2 separate regions of the Mus musculus genome follow, and region 1 is linked to region 2. A link is a contact called in public promoter capture Hi-C data. All regions are on one chromosome and are shown on one strand. The core of a region is the stretch at or near the end of the contact, and the rest is flanking DNA. Distances in the headings are between cores, read along the strand shown. Region 1 has its middle 16 kb from the start of Gm42010. Region 2 holds the start of Hspb8 (heat shock protein 8).

Region 1 (7,365 bases), core at 3,010-5,509, 470 kb before region 2:
AAATCCACACTCAGGTTTTCATGTGTGTCCTAAGCACTTTGTCAGCTGACAATCACCCCATGAGTGGGTCGTGTATAAGCAAAGCATAAAGTCCTTCCTTGCTTCACACACCATATCAGCATACTGTCCTGATGACGCCAGCCCCACCATGCTGAGCACAGTGGAAGAGGAGAGGCTACTGGAAACATGGACCATTAGGGAGTTACGGGAGGAAGGATACACAGAGGCAGTGTGGGAGGGAGACCTTGGCAGCTTATTTGATGATAAAGGTTTTATGATTTTGGTATAGTTAAAGATCCATGCCCATCAAGAAAACTAGAGTTTTTCTTCCTTGGCCCAGTATCAGAAGCATAGTGTGTGGGGACTGGGGAGACATACCTGCAAAGATGGCAGGAAGGAGCTGGAGAGATGAGTCAGAGGTTAGGAGCAAATAGAGATCTTGTAAAGGACCTGTGTTTGGTTCTGAGCACCCACATCAGGTGGTTCACAACAGCCTGAAATTCTAGCTCCAGGGGATCTGATGCCCTCTTCTAGTTCCTACTAGCATCTGCAATTTTGTATGCAGAACACACACTCTGTGTATGTGTGGTGTCTCAAAAAAAAATCTTGAATTAAAAAAAAAAAAAACCAACGACAACGATGACAAAAGAAGGGCTTACCTTAAAGACTCACGAGGCATCTAGGAAGAGATAAGTTCTTAGATTCTAACTTTGGTGTTTGTCCTAGTTAGGGTTCTACTGCTATGATCAGACACTTATAAGGAAGACATTTAATTGGAGGTGGCTTACAGGTTCAGTAGTTCAGTCCATTTTCATTAAGGCAGGAACATGGTGGCATCCAAGCAGGCATGGTGCAGAAGGAGCTGAGAGATCTTCATCTGATGGCTGCTAGGTGAAGACTGACTTACAGGCAGCTAAGTTGAGGGTCTTAAAGCCCATGCCCATATTGACACACCTACTCCAACAAGACCACACCCACTCCAACAAGACCACACCCACTCCAATAAGACCACACCTACTTCAACAAGACTTCATCTACTCCAACAAGCCACACCCACTTTAACAAGGCCACACCCACTCCAACAAGGCCACACCCTCTAATAGTGCCACTGCCTGGGCTGAGCATATACAAACCATCACAGTATTCATTTCTTTCTCATGTGCTTCATTTCTCTCTCACCTCCCTTGTGTGCTTCGGGTTTTCATAGTCACAGTGTTTTTGAAAGAGCTAAGAGGAGAAGGTGTAACGAATAGGAAATTCCACAAAGCCTTCACTCTGAACTTCAGCCCCTCCTGTACACTTGTGTAGATGTATACCGATATATCCTCCCCGCCTCTCTAAACTTGGCTTAATTAGACTATTTTGGATGCAGAGAGTGAGTTTAACTCAAAATGGCTTTAAAAATAAGGCCGTTTATTGCCAGGCAAGGAGACTACACCATTTGTCATCCAAACCAAGAAGATTTTGTTCATCCCAGATCCAACATGGGACAGTGTGCTGGCACAGATAAAAACAGGAACAATTCTCACAAAGCCAGTGTGGATCAGGGCATAATTTTCCTCTATATCAAGATGTCTTTAGATAAGGCAGCTCTATAATAAACTACAGGGTCTTCCAGCATCTCAGGGGCTGGCTTTTGGGTCTTACTCTTTTTCATTCTGTTTCTGAGACAGCTGAAGAAGCCCCAGGCACCAAGACACCAGTCTTGACAGTGTCAACTCTGGAAGATGAAGATATCCGTTTCCAGGAGCTTCCATCAGATTTTCCATCATGGTTAGAGCCATGTCAGGCGATCTTACTTCAGTCGCTGACAAGGGCAAAGGTGTTATTTATGGTTGGTTTTCTTCCCTTGGAGATGAGTTGGGTACAATTTGCCTTCAAATATTGAGTTGTTGAAGTGTGGAGGCAGCTCATTTGGTAAAACCCAAGGAGATGGGGCTGAGTTTGATCTGCAGATACCCAAGCAAAAGAACTGGGAGTGGTGGCTCACCCTGATAATCTCAGCAATAGGGACACAGAAATGAGCAGATCCCCAGAGCTTGCTGGAAAGCCAGCCTAGCCTCCTGAGTGAGCTCCACACCAATGGGAAATGCTATACCTGAAAGCAAGGTGCCCCCGCCCACAAAAACCCCAAGGTGGATATCTGAGAACTGCTGTCTGAGGCTGGCTTCCAGGTACGTGCGCACACCCAAACATTCACATGGACAAATGTTCAGCTCTTAAGAGACTAAACTGGAATTCTGTTGCAAGCATGACTGAGCAGCTGTTGGCCAGGCATACAATCTAGAGAGCTCACCACCCACTCACCTAGCTCTTGAGGGTTCTCTAGTGGGGAAACCTTTGGGAGGCAAATAAAAAAGTCTGGTACCCATCTTCGATGTGAAACATCAAGGGTAGTGGCTTTAGGCTCTTACTGAAAGACCCTACCATCCTATCTTCGCTTGCTTTCTATGGCTGGGATAAAGACCACAGCCAAAAGCAACTTGAGGAGGAAAGGATACCATTGAAGGAAGTCAGGACAAGAGGTCAATGCAGGAACCTGGAGGCAGGTGCTGATGCAGAGGCCATGGAGGGGTGCTGCTTACTGGCTTGCTCCCCAGTGGCTTTCTCAGCCTGCTTTCTTATACAACTCAGGACCAGTTGCCCAGAGGTGACAGCACACATATGCAGTTGGCAGGGCCTTCCCACATCAATCATCCATCCAGAAAACGTACCTCAGTCTTGCCTTTGGGCCAACTGAATGAAGGTAGATTCTCAATTGAAGATCTTTCTTCCTAGATAACCCCAGTTTATACCAAGTTGACATAAAACTAACTAGGCAACCTCCTTTAGCACCCCCCCCCCAGATTCTATGACAGTCCTGGCTCACTAATAATGTAGACGTGAGGGTCTCTGTTTCCCAGTAGCAGCCTGAGTCCAGAGGCTGACATGCTGATGGCTGTTGTCTGTATCCTCAAAGCGGGAACCAGAGCTCAGGGTTTGTCAATGTCTTGTTGCTGGTCTCAGAGTGCCCACATGCTCAGGGAGGGAGCAGGAATCAGGTCTTTCTATCTTTGAAGTCAGCTGACTTGGGCATCAAAATTCAAAACAGCTTTCCCTGTATTGGTAGAGGGTGGGGTGTGAATATTCCCTGTGAAAGAACACCCTGCATGACTAGACTGGGAAAATGGAACAGGTTGATTGTAACCTGAACTCTCCATGTCTCTTCTACTGCTGAATATGAGATATTGGGATATACAGGCACAGAATGCTCTGAGAAAGATGACTTGAATGTATTGTAATTGATTTTTTTCTTCCTACAGGAATAAAGGAAGGGGGCGGGGAGAAAACATGCTCAGGCTTCGGTATTTTTGAACCAGTTTATAAATCTTAATCATACTATGAAAATGTTGCCTGTGTTTCATAGCCAGTTTTCCTACATCAGGCTGCCTTGGAAACTGGTCCTTTACAGGTTACCATAGGTGGAGTGGACAAAAGTGGGAGCTATAGAGTCAGCCTTAGCTTATGCCTTATTTGAGGCTTGGAGAGATGACTCAGTGGTTAAGAACACTATCTGTTCTGACAGAGTACCTGAGTTTGGTTCCCAACGACCCACATGGCCATTCACAACCACCTACAACTCTAGTCACCAGAGATCTAGCACCCTCTTGTGGCAGCCCAGGGCACCTGCACACCTGACTCTATACACACACACACACACACACACACACACACACACACACACACACACACACGAAAGAGAGAGAGAGAGAGAGAGAGAGAGAGAGAGAGAGAGACTCATATATTAAAACAAAACAAAAAACTTTCAAAAACATCCCATTTTGGGAGGCTGGCAAGGTGGCTCAGTGGTTAAAGCACTTGCTGTTCAAGCTTGAGAACTGGAATTGATCCTTGGTACCTACAAAAATACCAAGTGGCACCTCAGGTTGGAGATAAAGGTTCTCCCAAACAAACTGGCTAGGCAGACTAGCCACATCTGTGAGCTCTGGGTTTGATTGAGAGTCCTTGCTTCACAAAGGTGGAGAAACAGTTGAAGGAGATTCCCAACATCAACCTCAGGCCTCCATGTGCACACACACACACACACACACACACACACACACACCCCTCAATGGAAAGAGAGAGGACATAGCCTGCTTTGTGTATGCATTACCCACAATCCACTGCTGCCCACCCTCCTCCTTCTTTCCTCCCGTGCTCTGCCTCCTCCTCACTTCTCCGCTTCCAATTAGGGCTGTCGAGGATGCGTTTCTAACAAGGAGCTGTGTGCAAGGAGCCCCCCTAATGATTTCTTTTTCAACATGTCATGCGTCAGGAGGCAGCCGGGAACAGAGCCGCTTGGTGTGAGCAGCCCTGGCTAATTAGGTTTCTGGCTGCCTTCTCTCTGCACCCACCCCTGCCAGCCTGCCTCGTCACACCCCGTATTGGCTCAAATTCTGCTGGCTGTCTGGGATAATTTGAAGGTCCCACGCAGAAGTACGCCATCCTTTACATCTATTAAAGGTTTCTCTGCTGGAGGCTGATAATGCCAAAACTAATTAGGGAGTTCTTTACCCGCTTCCCCCCCCACCCCCCATCTTGGGGTACCTTCTTCATGGGTGATCCTGTAGTAGTCAGGGGGAGGGGTGGTACCACCCAAGGGAGGCCTGCCAATTTGTAGAGACACCATTTGACTGATGGAGAGACTAGAGAGTGGGTGCTGCCTTCTGTGAACCTTTTTCTGGGTAAACATAAACAAATTCCCACTTTCTCTCTGGGTAGATCATGGAGAGCAGATCTAAAAACAATTGCCAGGGTCCAGCTTGGCAAATGAATGAGCTCACCTGGCTTCTAAAATCATGGGTGAAGGCATAGATGGCCCCCAAGAGGCTATGTCTCTAAAAAGTTTCACCCCAGAATGAATGATGACTTCCCCGTTGCTGTCTAGATGGAGTCTCCTCTTTAGTCAACCTTCAAATGCTGTATATACTGTGTCACCTCCCAGACTTAAAGAATGAGGGCCCAATAGGTTCTCTCTTGAGGGCGGCTGTGAGTAGTTACAGCCTTCCGGTCAGAGGTTGGCTTTTCACAGTTCACAATGCTCTATAGCGCCATCTAGGGGAGGAGCAAAAGGCAATCTTCTAGTCAACTCAGTTGTGTGCAAGAGATGATTGCATGCTCCGGAGACCCAAACAAACGCACTGAAAATCACCATAGAGGGCAGAGGGCAGAGGGCAGAGGGCAGAGGGCAGAGGGCAGAGGGCAGAGGGCAGAGGGCAGGAGGAACCTTTGCTTTTGCTTTAGGAAGGGCATCGGGGAGGGAGAAGGAGTTCCTGTTCTCTGAGAGAAGACCTGAATGCTCCTGGCTCATTCTGTTTGTTTCCTGTCTGGACCCCGAGGACCCGCCATGATGTCAGGCCCACAGGAGATTCTCAACTGTCAGTTCTGGAACAGCTGTTTGCACAAGCTCTTGACCATGGGACATTCTAGGGCTTGAATGGAATTTCATCGAGTGTCGCTGAGCCAACGGGGGTTCAGCGAGGAAGGGCAGAAACCAAAGTAGGCATTTGAATAGAGAGGATTTGATGAAGGGATCTAGGAAGATGTAGGTTATGGGTGGATAGAGGAAACAGCATGACTGAGCATGCGCTGTTGGAGGCCTAGTGACAGAAGGATGCCGGTAATGACCAACCAACCCCCATTGCCTTGGGGACATATGGAAAGAACAGCAGAGAGAAGCTATGGAGAGGGGGCTGTGGCATTAGGGCTCAGATCTAAGAAGGCATCACATCCATCTGAGATGCCCTTGGAGATGGGTGATAAGGAGTGTAAACGGCAGTTGGAGGCTTGAACCTCTTCTTGGGAGAGGTGGAGAAAGCTGGCTGTAAGACACTGTTGGGAGGTGCCTCACAGGAAGCTCTTCTCCCTAGCCTGCCCCTTTCCATTTGCGTTCTGTCCTTTGAGGTCGGGGGTGTTGCTCTCTTCCAGCTATTGACAGAACCAATGAAGAAACTCAGCAGAGAAATGCAATGTGCAGACCTGGCATCGCCAGCTTGATGCAGGTTATCGAGCAAGACACACCGAGTCGACCACCCAGACAGCACCCAAGGCAGGGGGAGCCCAAGGGTAAGACTGGGCTCTCTCAGAGGCAGCGGTCTATCCAGAGCCTATAGACTGGGAATATGGATAATTACACACAGTTCATTAATTACCTCGGAAAGCAGATGTCACAGGGTAACACGAATGTGTCTGAGAGGCTCTTCCGGAGGGAAGAGAAGCGACCTGAAAAGTTAAGAGGCTCCGCAGGAGTAGGGGTAGGACTGAGGAAACGGAAAGTACAAAGGTCAGGGGGCAAGAGGGGGCGGAGCTTTGGGAGCTGGGAAGGCAGGTAAGGCAGAGCATGTGAGGGGAGAGATGCACAGGGGAGATTCTCACTGCTCAGGGTTCCCACCTGCCTGCTCCTGACACCTCTCTTCCAGCTTGAGGACAGGCACTGAGGTCTTTCCAGCTGAACTCTACCTTGGTGTGCGCTCTGCTGTAGCTCAAGCTGCTCCTGAAAGGGCGGGGGTGGGGGGGCTTCTGCCCTCTGCTGCTGCGTGGTCCTCATGTTGATAAATAGCATCACATGTCCCCCTCGCTCCCGAATTACCTTCTCTCTGCTCAACTCAAGAGCAGTCACTCCACAGATGATTGATTTAACCTCGCTTGTGGTAAAAATTGCAAATCCAACCACCCGGGAGACGCCATTTCTCATCTCTCAAATTGAAAGATACACTAAAGAAATGAGAACGCGGGTGGAGGTGTGAACGCGAAGCAGCAGCAGCCGTGTGGGATGGCAGGTCCGTGTTAAGTTCTCCGGGAAGGAACTTACCCAGGTAAATAAAAAGCTAGGTGTGAAACCACAACAGTACATCTCTCTCCAGCAGTTTATGCTCGGGGACACTGCACACAGGCTTCTGTGTATGAAAGTTCTATGTTGGTGGACACAGCTGAGACCATATTGAAGAAAGATATTCGGAGGAAAATCCACTGTATTGACTGCATAGATATTTTTTCTTATTATTCCCTAATGGAACAGCAATAATTTCCATTATATTTATATTATAATGTAACTTAAAAATAGTTTTCTAAGACTTGAGTCTCATGGACCCAAGGTTGGCTTCAATCTCCCTATGTCCTCGAGGGTAACCTTAATCTTCTGATCCTCCTGTCTCCACCTCCAGAATGCTGGAACTGCAGGTATGTGCCACCATGTCTGGCTTATGGGATCTTGGGAATCAGACCTAGAGCTTTGTCTATGCCAGGCAACTGCACTATGAACTGGGTTTTATCCTCACACCCTACCTCCTCTTAAGATCTCCTTCCCAGTTCCCAGAGTGGACACTG
Region 2 (6,920 bases), core at 2,284-4,783:
TGGGAGGATTTGATAAGTGGGCAGGAAGTTCAAAGTGCCAAGGCTAGGAGGTAGCGCCTGGGTCTTCTAGTCATGTGGCCCTCAGCCTCAAAAAGAGAATACAGGGCCTAGGGTGCGATCCAAGTGGTAGAATGCTGACCTAGCACACACCAAGCCTTGGGCTCCATTTCCATTCCCGTAATCCCAGCAGTTAAGAGGCAGAGATAGCTGGGCAGTGGTGGCACACGCCTTTAATCCCAGCACTGGGGAGGCAGAGGCAGGCGGATTTCTGAGTTCGAGGCCAGCCTGGTCTACAGAGTGAGTTCCAGGACAGTCAGGGCTACACAGAGAAACCCTGTTTTGAAAAAAACCTAACACCCCCCCCCCCAAAAAAAGAGGCTGAGGTAAGAAGAGTCGGGAGTTCAAGGTCACCGTCTGTTGTATAAGGAGCTCAAGGTTTGCCTGTGCTACATGAGAGACAAGGGCAAGTGGGAGTTCAAGGTCACCGTCTGTTGTATAAGGAGCTCAAGGTTTGCCTGTGCTACATGAGAGACAAGGGCAAGGGGGAGGGGGTGCTGGGTGGGGAGAAGCACAGGCCACAAAAGATGCTCAATTCAGTGCTGTCAAGCTTTCTCCCTTCTTGGTTCCAGGCAGAAGGGCCTCTAGAAATTCTCAATGAAGATGTGCAAAGAGGCCTGGGAAGGAAGAAGAAAACCTTTTAGAACACGTCCTCCAAACAGACTCACTCATAAATCAATACAGCTCAGCGGCACATAAACACACACTGCAATGCCCACCCAAATCCACATGCACTCAGCTGGGACCTCACGGCCCCCAGCCCAGCCCAGCCCAGCCCAGGCACTGAAGAGCCTCTCTCCAGCCCCCGCCTGGACCCAGGCAGGGCCAGATTTCTCCCTGTTCATCATACAGGGTGACTCTCCTCATAATTAGCTGCAGGCTCACTCAGCCCCTCCCAGCTGCGGTCTGTGCCCAGCCATGACGTCAGCTTAAGTCTTCTGGCGCAATGAGCTCATCCTGCATCGCACTGAGGCCACCCAGGTACTTGGGGGGACACATCAAGTCAGGACAGGGGGACCCTCTCTCCACTGGAGCAAAAGCCAGGGGTCTCAGCCAACTCACTCAGTACAGATCTAAGATTCAAACCAATCAGCTCTCCCACACAGTTTCTGGCACAGGACATCTGTGTGCATGGGCTGGCTCTCCTCTATTTCCTCATCTGAAAAATGGGTTGACGGTATCAAAGATGGTTGTGAACATTTCCCACCATTACTGCAGTGGCTCACCACTGTGAGTGATTCTTCTCAGTATCCTTATTTTGAGTAAAGCACCTCGTAAGAGGACGGCTTTCTACCAAAATGTCTTCTCAACCTGGGATTCAAATTCCCCAACATGCTCACCCCATAAAGAAAACAGAGCTGGGACCCCAAGACTCTCAAAGGGAAAATGACAAGTCCCAAGCTCCCAGCTGTTGAAGATTGGAACCTCAAACCCAAGACACCTGTAGGTTAAAAGATTCCTAAATTCATTTTCCTAGCAGGATGGAGGAGCAGAGGTTTCTAGAAATGGTTCTCCCTGGATCTGGGCTTTCAAAATATCCCACCTGGAGACCAGTGCATCTAGATACTTGTTATTATTTGAAATAAAGATATAACCCCAGCATGGTGCTGGTCTGTAGTCCAGCCTGCACAGGAGGCTGAAGCAGGAAACTTACAAGTTCAAGGCCAGCCTAAGCTGAGAGTGAGGTCAAGGCCAGTCTAGGTAGACTACTGAGATGTTATTTGAGAGTAAAGAATAAGGAAATAAAAAAGTCTCTTTATCTGCTTACATAAACCCACTTATACACACACACACATGCGTGCACACTACAGATTAGGATTTCCTCTGTGAGGAATAGCATAGTAGGACAACATAGTAACATTTAAAAGAATAACGAGAGGGACATATTAGGTAATGAGGAAGGATAGAATGTAGGCAAAGGACACATAAGTCATGAAAGATATTAGAAACATATTTTTTTTTCCTAGTTTGCATCCCATCACAGATTTGGTGTGTGTGTGGAGTGGTTCTATGTATGTACAGGGTTCATAAAGGGGGTTCCAGGGCACGGCTGTTCTGTGTACAGGGGTTCGCTGAAATGGATAGCATTTGGGACTAGGCAGATGTTCAAGCTTCACCCCACTGTGTCATGTTTTTATTTATGAACCCATGGCGACAAATGATTTTACAGAAGGAGGAGGATTAGAGGTGCAGCTAGCTCTGTGCTGAAATTCTTTCCAGAATGTATAAGGCAGTCAATGAAAAAAAAAAAAGTTTTCTGATGACTTATGACCATTAACTCTCCTGCCGAATGGGACAGTCATACAGTCCTGGAGCTTGTAGCTCTCAGTGCGCGGAAGAGGAGGGTTCCACCACCTGTTTATGAAGCACTTATGAGCAAACATTATGCAACCGATAAGTTGAAAGTTGAAAACTTAAAAGCACAGACTCCTCTCCGAAGTCTATGATGTCACGCATTCCTGACGACACGTCCCAGAGCAGGTTCCTCTCCTGCCCCATTCCACAGGTGGAAAACAGGCAGCTCAGACATGCCTTGGAGTTATATTGCCTCTGATAGAAACTCTTCCCTTGACCAAACTGCAGGCAGACTCCTCCTTGGAGGCCCAGGGGTGCATTCTCTTCACCCAGTTTTAACAAGAACAAGTCAGTTTAGACACAATCCCTATAATTCCATCACCCCCTGATCACCTCTTCCCATGCTTGATCAGTGGTTTTCAAAGCGAGAGCTGGCCACCCCAGTCTGTAGATATAGAGGACTCCAGTTAGATCAGTTTATCCAGAATTCCCTCTGGTCCCTGGATTCCCCCCTGGTCATTTCCCATCCATTGGCCCCCATTCTGCCTCCAGGCTGTAAATCCTCAGTGGCTCAGGCTGTGCTGGGAGTTGAACCCGATCTGTTTTCTCACCCCAAGACCTACCTATCCCAATAGACTCTGACTGACAACGTCCCTCTTTTCATAACTTAAACTGCCGTTTTTTAAAATTTCGTTCTCAGAAGTCTGAGGCTGTAAGACTTGGGCCATACTGTAAGTGGGGATTCCTTGTACTTCTTGATCCAATGAGGGGCTGTCTCTCTTCTGCGAGTCCCTAGAGTAGGAGGCAAGACAGAACATGCACTGAAGATGGTATTTCCAGAGTGTGACCTGAGCCCTCAGCCAGGCGGAGGGTTATTAATAGTCTGGCTTTAGTGCCCTGCGGGGCACGGGTGGATGGAGTGGACGCTGCTGGAGGCAGAGGGAGGGCGGGGGCGGAGCGGAGCAGGAGGAGGAGGAGAGAGTGCCTGAGAGGCTGGCTGGACCCGGACGCCACGGCCCCTCCCAGCTCCCCACCCGCTCCCAGAGCCCAGTTGTTCTCTCAGCGGATTCTCAGGGACTGGTTCATCACCTTTGAATACTCCTGTGACAGGAGGCGCTTGCAAAACCCGCCCCCAGCCCCCAGCAGCAAATAAATAGAAGGCTCCCAGCCCAGAAGCCAGGAGAAGTTTCTAGGCTCGCGAGTCCCCGAGCTTTATTAAACTCCTGGCTGTGCTCAAGACCTCAGCAGGCTTTGGCTGGGAGCCGGGGCAGCCTGGGAGGAAGGCAGCCGGTGGCTTACTGATAGCCAAGCGAGAGAGAGAGGCCCTCTGGGATTCTGCTGGGCCCGCTTAGGGAGGGGGTCACCTTTGTAAGCCAGGACCCCAGCTCAATTCTGGGCAGCCAGCGGATGGTTGGGCTCGTGGCTGAAGGAAGATCAGCATTTTCTGAAGTGGAGAACTAAATTCTGAAAGCCATCTCAAGCCACATCACCTTGCTGTGTGACCTTTGGGTAGGTGGCTCTGTCTCTCTGAGCCTCTGTTTCCCCCTCTAAGTTCGACCAACATCATGGCTGACGGGCAATTGCCTTTCCCGTGCTCCTACCCAAGCCGCCTGCGCCGAGACCCCTTTCGGGACTCACCGCTCTCCTCCCGCCTTCTGGACGATGGCTTTGGCATGGACCCTTTTCCAGACGACTTGACAGCCCCTTGGCCAGAGTGGGCTTTGCCTCGGCTCTCCTCTGCCTGGCCTGGAACCCTAAGGTCTGGCATGGTACCCCGAGGGCCTCCAGCCACAGCTAGGTTTGGAGTGCCCGCTGAGGGCAGGAGTCCCCCACCCTTCCCTGGGGAGCCTTGGAAAGTGTGTGTCAACGTGCACAGCTTCAAGCCGGAAGAGCTGATGGTAAAGACCAAGGATGGATACGTGGAAGTTTCAGGTGAGTCGGGGCGGGCAGGGTCCTGCTTGTGTGTGTGAGTGTGTGTGTATGAGTGAGTGTGTGTGTGTGTTGTGTGCTCGCATGTGCGCCATCACAGGTTCAGCCCAGAAAGAACTTCAGTAGAAGGGACCTGTGACAGACCACATGGCACAGGTGATCTCAGGGCTCAAGAATGCAACCCACAATGTTACCTTCAGAGACAAGTGTTTCTCAGTGGGCAACAGAATGAGTTTGGATATGACGTAGTAGCTGGGGTCCTCAGGACCCTGTGCCCCACCCGAGAGCTGGCAGAAGCCAGGCTAGACATTTTGAAATAGATAATTTAATATAAAGAATAAATGGATGCACCTAGGACTTCTGGAGACATGGGGAGAGGGGTTAGCACACTGACTCGCCGTGCGATCACTAGACAAGGAGACTAAAGTTGGATGGTAATGTCTGCAGTATGGCTCCTATCCTCGGCGAAGAGCTGTCTGCCAGGCGATATGCTGAACCACGACTTCAGCATCACATAGCACTTGTGTTAGTACAACCATACAACCAGAGGACAGGGTTTGTGTGTCCACATCTCCCTTTTGTACTTTAGGAAACGGAGGAACATAGAGGATTAGCATAATTTGTATTTGTTCAAGGTAGCAAAGGGTTCAAACCCAGGAAGGATATATATATATATATATATATATATATATATGTGTGTGTGTGTGTGTGTGTGTGTGTGTGTGTTATATGTAATATATATGTGTGTGTAATATATATGTAATATATATATATATATACATACATATATATATATATATATATATATATATATATATATATATATATATATATGTATATATATATTTCCTCTGGCCCTTCACCCCATGGCTGTCTACTCCCCTTCTTGCAGCTGAGGAGGCCTAGTTCCAGGACATACAGTGAGTCAGCAGAAAGGCCAGAGCAGAGCCTAGGCCTGGTCCCAGCAGCACTAGGCCCAGGGCTTTCCTTACCCCATTGCACTCTGGGAGAAAGAACACATACACAGGGGAAAAAAGACCGAGGGGACAGGAAGCTTGGCCCCTGGTAAGCTGGGCCTAGGCAAAGCTTTCCTCTGCCTCCCTCCCAATTAACAGGCCATTAAAAAGAGCTTGTTCTTGGCAGAGGCTTGTCAGCCAGAAAAATCAATAACAGCCCCGCTGTAAGCACTGGCTGGTCAGGGACAAGCCCCTGCAGTGAGCGAGGCTGTGTTCTAAAGCCGCTTGGAGTAGAATTGTAAACATCAAACGCTCTGAGTGTGGGTGTGGTGGGGCAAGCAGGCACTTAGCTCAGGGGGCGTGCTGATGTGGGTGTGGGCTCCCAGCACTGGCTGGCTGGCTGGCTGGCGAGCCAACACTGGTTCTGCCACTAGCTAACCAACAGGAAGGCTAATTATTTCTTCAGCGACCTTACTCTTTTTCTGGGCCTCCTGGGGTCCCCATGGGACCTCAGGAAGGATGGTGGTAGCCCCCAAGGTATCTTTATCTACATGGTAAATGCACAGATGGTGCCCAGGGTACTAACAGTTAGTTTGTTCTTGGTGGTCATAGTATGGGCACAAGGGAATGTTCTAGTAATAATAAATGATAGACACTCTTTGAAAGAGACCTGGGTTCAAATCCCATCTCTTCTGTGAGATAGCAGTATGGTTGCAGACTCAGAAGTCTTTTCATCACTCTGAGCCTCAGTGTTCTCATCTGCGCAATGGGGATTGTGACCATTCCTGTCAAGCAAGGCTACTGGGAAGATGTAGTAAATGCAGACCATATATCCAGAGTGCCTATAAAATGGAGTTAATGGCACATCCTGCTGACTGAGCTCATCATCACCCCACCTTGTTCTGATTTAATTATGATTAAATTAATTATAATCCAGAGGCTTCCAAATCACCCACACCCTGTAGTCTCTTCTCCATCCTCATTTGAAGCTGCTCCTTAACAGGTGGAGTCTGGCAGCCACAGGCTGAGGTCTCAGCCACAGATGGGCCTTAGTGATCCCAAGGTTCGGGGCATGCTCGGAGCCCGATGTCTCTGTCTGTGAGATGGGAAACCCTGGAAACTGACACAAAAGATAAACCCTGCACACTCACCCCTAACTGTGGCCCCAACTCTGCAGACTCTGAGCCCCACTGAGACTGGGTGCCAAAGCTTTCTCTCATGAAAGGAATTTGAGAACTAAGGTCCGGGACTCCCTGCAAAAGCAAGGGAAAGCCAGGGAACAGAGCCAGGAACAGCTACACCATAGTTAAGAACCTGTCGTTCTGCAAGCAGTTCAGGCCAGACCTTTGCACAATGTCCAACTAGGCTGGCTTACTGGTTACTCACAATGGCTTTTTAAGGAGTGTGGGTAGGATTGTAACACCACCCCTGCTCATTTTACAGATAGTGAAACTGAGTCCTAGGGAAGGCTAACACACCCAGCACAACCAACCACCTGCATCTTCTTTGCCAATACCTAATACTTAAAGACAGACCTGCCTGGAGGTTCATTGGCTGACTCTTGCTGAAACTGTGACCTGCTTAGACACCCCACCCCCAACCCTCTGGCCTCTGCTTTAATATTGGTCTCCCAAAGGAGTTAGGCCAGATTTGCCTCGTCATCTGCTTCTGTCTGCCGGCTGC

What was found. Promoter capture Hi-C pulls out the DNA fragments that hold promoters and counts their contacts.
Region 1: a promoter capture Hi-C map of hippocampal neurons shows a contact between it and region 2, with 2.7 times the contacts expected there. The contact joins the enhancer-like site here to the promoter of Hspb8 in region 2. A contact is called at or near these places in 5 of 39 promoter capture datasets (the C10 cell line, the HPC-7 cell line, HPC-7-derived erythroid cells and 2 more) and 1 of 9 other capture datasets (liver).

What each region holds. Positions count from the first base shown.
Region 1 is chr5:116,892,490-116,899,854 of GRCm38.p6, reverse strand. No RefSeq gene overlaps it. Among named protein-coding and RNA genes, the nearest start is that of Gm42010, 16 kb to the right of the region's middle. Within about 2 kb of position 4,259, at least 37 of the 459 cell types and tissues checked have an H3K27ac peak or open chromatin away from gene starts, as enhancers often do. A contact at or near this core is called in hippocampal neurons, where this site is marked.
Region 2 is chr5:116,419,477-116,426,396 of GRCm38.p6, reverse strand. It overlaps Hspb8 (heat shock protein 8), which reads left to right and starts at 3,533. Exons shown (of 3, transcript NM_030704.3): 1 at 3,533-4,284. The coding sequence starts at 3,918. Gm42009 (a long non-coding RNA gene) reads right to left here and starts at 3,404. Exons shown (of 2, transcript XR_878709.3): 1 at 2,976-3,404; 2 at 397-674.